2 separate regions of the Mus musculus genome follow, and region 2 is linked to region 1. The links are chromatin contacts, called in public Hi-C maps. All regions are on one chromosome and are shown on one strand. The core of a region is the stretch at or near the end of the contact, and the rest is flanking DNA. Distances in the headings are between cores, read along the strand shown. Region 1 has its middle 21 kb from the start of Gm15663. Region 2 has its middle 130 kb from the start of Gm15663.

Region 1 (2,700 bases), core at 121-2,620:
ATTCAGAAGATGGAGCCTCAAAGAGAAATCATCCTCTCATGTGAAATATTATACTCTACAGAAGAATCTAGAAAAGACTAGCCCTGCTACACCCTCTAGATATCAGTTCAAAATACCTATTGGCTTTGGTAATCAGAAGCTCACACAAGTATTATCCTAGGAAACAAAGTCTCACTTTCAAAGGAAACCAGCATAAAGTGACAAAGATTAATAATGGCAATGCAAATTTAGAGAAATAATATAGGTGTTAACTTGTGGTTTTGAATATATCCCATTTTTCAGCACTTATAATATAAAATGGAGCATAGGCCTGCTGCCCTCCTGCAATCCTGATGATTTAGCGAACTAAATATGTGTTTTTCTCTAAAATATAAATGAATTTCCTTAGTATCTTTTCTTCCTTCCATCCTCCCTGCCCCACCCCCCATCGCCCTTTTTCTTTCTGAAGTTCTCATGTAGTCCAGGCTGGCTTAGAACCTATTATGTAGTAGTGTAGGAGAAGCTTGAAATACGGATACGCCTCCCTCTAGCTTTTGACTGCTAGGATTACAGACTGATGGGTATGTGGCATCATACCCTATTTATGTAGTGCTGTGGGTCTGATTCAGGGACTCATGTATGGTATGGTATGGTATGGTATGGTATGGTATGGTATGGTATGGTATGGTATGGTATAAGGTATGTATGGTATGGTAGGTACCATACCAACTGAACTATAGCCACCTTGAGCTCAAATTTTGAATTTATTTTTACACACAATTATGTAAAAGTTTAAATATGTAGGTTATTTTATTTATAAGCACAGTTGTATTTCTTTATTTAGAACATTAAACTTAAGCAGTAAGCATAGCTACTTAAATAAAAATCAAGTAAATATTACTAAATAACTTTATAAGTATAAGACAATGGTATCAGAATAAGAACCCACACTTTATTACTAGATCTACAAACACACACACACACACACACACACATTTAAAAATACTCCTCAGTTGCTGTGTATTCCAGTTGAGAAGACTCTACTGAATTTGTGAGTTCCAACAGACTCATGAAAGGGAACATATAAAGGAGCGAGGCTCCTGGGGACCTTAGCAGCATAATATTGTTGAAGGTGCTGAAAAAGCAGTTACCATGGTTGGAAAAACTACCTCAGCTGTTGGGTGACTTCATGAAGAGAATCTCTTGCAGTCCAACGTACAGGATCCAAAAATTTGCAATGAACTTGGGCCTGCTTCCAGGAGTTACAGCAACCCAAGCAAATTCAATCTGTTGGACGGGAACAGAGCCAAAGACGTCCATAGGCATCAGGCTACACTGAAGTCAAGAGGCTGAGGGAACTGTGGTTTGACATTATATACAGCAGAACCTCTTCAAGGCGAGAGACGTCCAGGTAACAGTTCAGCCTTAGTAGGAAAGCCTGTCAAGTCTCTGCAGGCCAGGCTGTTAGGGAGCCAGCCAAGTGGGCTTGGGTGCATAGTTAAGTGTTACATCCAGATGGCTATTGAAACGGGGGGAAACAAAGCAGATGCCAGGGTCTAGACACACACCCAGCTAATACAACTCAGTGTGAGAGGAAAGTCAGGATTGAGTGAGCAATACAGGAGTGACAAGAAGCATGTCGTCCCCAGCCCTCTCCACTTGTAGATGGTTTGGTCCTGTTTACAGCATGATTAAATAAAAAAGTTTCTAGTCTGCATTAGGGATTAATCTTTGCATATAGAGGTCATAGGTGAGTAGTACTTAGGTAGACAGAATTGAGTAATATTTTAATGGTGTTATGATAGAACACATTTTTTCCATGCACGTATGGAATTTCTGGGGGCTTGTTCCTTTAATCCATAGATCAAATATATGGATGAAGTTTAATTTAACTTATACTGTGATGGCATTTTGACCTGATATTGATGGGAAATTTTCTCATAAAATCATTATATCAGTTTTGTTATAGATTTCGAATGGAAGGGTATAGAAGGCTAATTTTAGCTAAATGGTACATCTTAAGATTCTTGAAATGGTGGTGATCAGTGCGTTTTCCATGATTATTAACCAGAAATCTCAGTACCAGGAGCGAGACACATCTCTCTAACTTACTGAGTAAGGAGGCCCCAGAGTCCAGCCCATTGCTATTGCTCTTGGATGCCCACCATAACTAAATAGCAAGATGCAGTTTTTTTTAAGACACCACTGTCTTTGGATACAGGACCCAGAGAAATCAAGCTGGTCATGAATGGGGAGAGTCCATCTTCTGGCTACTGTTCATTGGGTCAAAGGGTCTTTGTAGGCTTCTGGGAGAGAAGACTTAGATGGTCTTACACTGTTGTGGGCCATACATGCTACAACACCAAATTCCAATTTCATGAAAGGAAATTAATGCTTAGTACTGTCAACAATGTAAAAAGCCCATTGGCTATGGAGGCCATACATCCTAGCAGGGAACTTGATATTATTGTTTGTGGTAATGGACATGTTGTCAATCTGCTTTCCATATCTTTATGATTATACCCACAGATTAGTTCTGCTGTTCAGCTTAGTCAAAGATGCTTCCTTTTTAAAAAAGAGATTTATTTATTTATTATTTATTTATTGTATATGAGTCCACTATCACTGTCTTCAGACACACCAGGAGAGGGTATCAGATCCCATTACAGATGGTTGTGAGCCACCATGTGGTTGTGGTATTTGAACTCAGGACCTCTTGAA
Region 2 (2,700 bases), core at 62-2,561, 110 kb before region 1:
ACTTTGGCAGTTTCTCAGTAAGTTGGAAATAGTTCTACCCCAAGACCGCACTATACCACTTCTGGGCATATACTCAAATGACACCTTACCACAACACACGAACACTTGCTCAACTATGTTCATAGCAGCTTTATTCGTAATGGCCAGAAACTGGAGAAAGAAAATGTGGTACATTTACACAATGGAATATTAGTCAACTATCAAAAACACTGACATCATGATATTTGCAGGCAAGTGAATGGAACTAGAAAATATTATCCTGAGTGATGTAACCTAGACCCAGAAAGACAAGCATAGTACGTACTAAATTCCAAGTGGATATTAACCATTAAGTACAGGATAGCCATGCTACAAAACACAGACCCAAAAAAGCTAAGCAACACTGAGGTCCCAAGGATGGACTCTTGAATCTCACTGAGAAGAAATCAAATAGACATTGGAGGGGCGGATGGAGGGAGAGAACTGTGTAGGGAGGGAAAGAGGAGGAAGTGTAAGGAGAAGAGAGAACTGAAAGACTGGCAGGCGGTGGGGAGGTCATCTCTGGGATGAGCTAGAAACCTAGGACAATGGAAACTCCCAGGAATCTATGAGGGTGACCCTATCTAAGACTCCTAGCAATGGGAGATATAGAACTTGAAACAGCCATCTCCTTTAACCAGGCAAGACTTCCAATGGAGGGATTGGGACACTAACCTAGCAACAAAACCTTAGATCCACAATTTGTACTGCTTACAAGATGTGCAGAGGGAAAGATGGAGCAGATATTGAGGGAATGGCCAAACAAGGATTGGCCCAGCTTTAGACCCATGCCATGAAAGAGAGCCCACCGCTGACACTATTAATGATGGTCTGCTATACTTGCAGACAGGAGCCTAGCATGATTGTCATCTAGGCGGACACCCAGCAGCTGATGAGAGCAGATGCAGAGAGCCACAGCCAAACACTCAGCAGAGTTTGGGGAATCCTATGGAAGCGAGGGAAGGAAAGAGTGGAGGAGCCAGAGAGGTCAAGGAAACCACAAGAAACCTACAGAATCCACTAACCTGGGCCTATAGGAGCCGGCAGAGACTGAACCAACAAACAGGAGCATGCACAGGATGGACCTAGGCCCTCTGCACATATAGAGTACAGCTGGGTCTCCATGGGGGGCGGGGCAGGGGCTAACTCCGACTCTTGCCTGCCTTATGATCCTTTTCCCCTAACTGGGCTGCCTTGTCTGCCTCAATAGGAGAGGATACACCTAGGCCTACTGAAACTTGATAAGCCAAGCATGGTTAATATCCAAGCCTTGACTCTCTGGCTCCTTCAATCCATCCTGAGGACAGGAGGATGGAGGAGGGGAACTGAGAGGAAACGGCTGGGAGGAGAGAAAGGTGGGGGAAGCTGCTATTCGGATGTAAAGCAAATTAATAAAAAAAAAAAAAAGGAAAAAGAGAGATGAGAGAGGGAGGGGGATTGAAGGAGACAGAGGGAAAGAGAAGGAGAGAGGGACTGGGAGAGAGAGAGAGAGAGAGAGAGAGAGAGAGAGAGAGAGAGAGAGAGAGAGAGCTGTTTTTGATGTAGGAAGGAGAAGCTACTGGCTGGGCAGATTTCCTTCTTCCGCTCCACAGAGTTGATGGCATCTTGCTGTTACATTTGCTTGTTAGTCCAGCACTGTACCAAGATCTTAAAGTGTGCCACCGAGTGTCATCCAGGCTCAGTCACACTGGATTTATAAAGGAATATAAAGGAATGAGTTGGAGATAAGAACAGAGTGATAATTTTAGACTTTTTTTTTAATTTAAAGAGCTTTATGCCCATTAAATTAATATTCAATTATGAGATGGGTTTTAGGCACATATAACATATCCTATTATACAGAAGAAAATTAACCCTTCATCTGTCAACTGCCTTTGGAGTCACACTTTTGGAGGAAATTAATTTTTATCTATCTATCTATCTATCTATCTATCTACCTGTTTATGTGTTGTTTTGTTTTTAATTAATTAATTTATTCTTTCATGTATTGCATCCTGAGTGGATTTTCCCCTTCCTCCTCTCCTCCCAGGACGTTCCTGGCATCGTCCCTCTCCCCACAATCCTCTCCTCCTTTATGTCTCTTTAGAAATGGACAGGCCTCCCAGGGATATCAAATGAACACAGCACATCAAGTTGCAATAAGACTAGGCACCTACCCTCATATTAAGGTTGGAAGAGGCAACCCAATAGGAGGAAAATGGCCCAAAAGCAGGCAGACAAGTCAGCCCCTGCTCCCACTGTCAGGGGTATCATAAGAACACAAAGCTACATAACCATAACAAATATACAGAGGGCCTAGGTCAGACCCATGCATGCTTTCTGTTTGGCATGCTCTGTACCCTTTTAGATGGTTATATGAATTTTCTTGTGGTATCCTTAGTACTTCTGTCTCCTTCCTCTACATCTTCCATCATATTCCCCAAGCTCCTCCTAATGTTTGGCTGTGGGTTTCTGCATCTGTTTCCATCAGTTTCTGGATGAAGCTCCTCCAATGATGATTGGGATAAACATCAACCTGTAAGTATATCATAGCATCATTAAAAATCATTTCATTGTACCGGTCCTTGTTTGGCCACTTCCGCAATTGCTCTGACACCTTTACCCCAGCACATCTTGTAAGCAGGACAAATGTAAGCCAAATGAAGGACAAATTGTAAGCAGGACAAATGTAAGACAAATGAA

Evidence for each region. A called contact is a pair of places that touch in the nucleus more often than the background predicts.
Region 2: a Hi-C map of cerebellum shows a contact between it and region 1, with 2.2 times the contacts expected there. The contact joins two enhancer-like sites. A contact is called at or near these places in 1 of 15 datasets of contacts at CTCF or cohesin (embryonic stem cells), 27 of 484 Hi-C or Micro-C datasets (8-cell embryo, the C2C12 cell line, the G1E-ER4 cell line and 18 more) and 1 of 115 datasets of contacts at active chromatin or transcription factors (embryonic stem cells).

The regions. Positions count from the first base shown.
Region 1 is chr10:105,594,496-105,597,195 of GRCm38.p6, reverse strand. No RefSeq gene overlaps it. Among named protein-coding and RNA genes, the nearest start is that of Gm15663, 21 kb to the right of the region's middle. Within about 2 kb of position 1,370, at least 5 of the 459 cell types and tissues checked have an H3K27ac peak or open chromatin away from gene starts, as enhancers often do. A contact at or near this core is called in cerebellum, where this site is marked.
Region 2 is chr10:105,703,597-105,706,296 of GRCm38.p6, reverse strand. No RefSeq gene overlaps it. Among named protein-coding and RNA genes, the nearest start is that of Gm15663, 130 kb to the right of the region's middle. Within about 2 kb of position 1,311, at least 2 of the 459 cell types and tissues checked have an H3K27ac peak or open chromatin away from gene starts, as enhancers often do. A contact at or near this core is called in cerebellum, where this site is marked.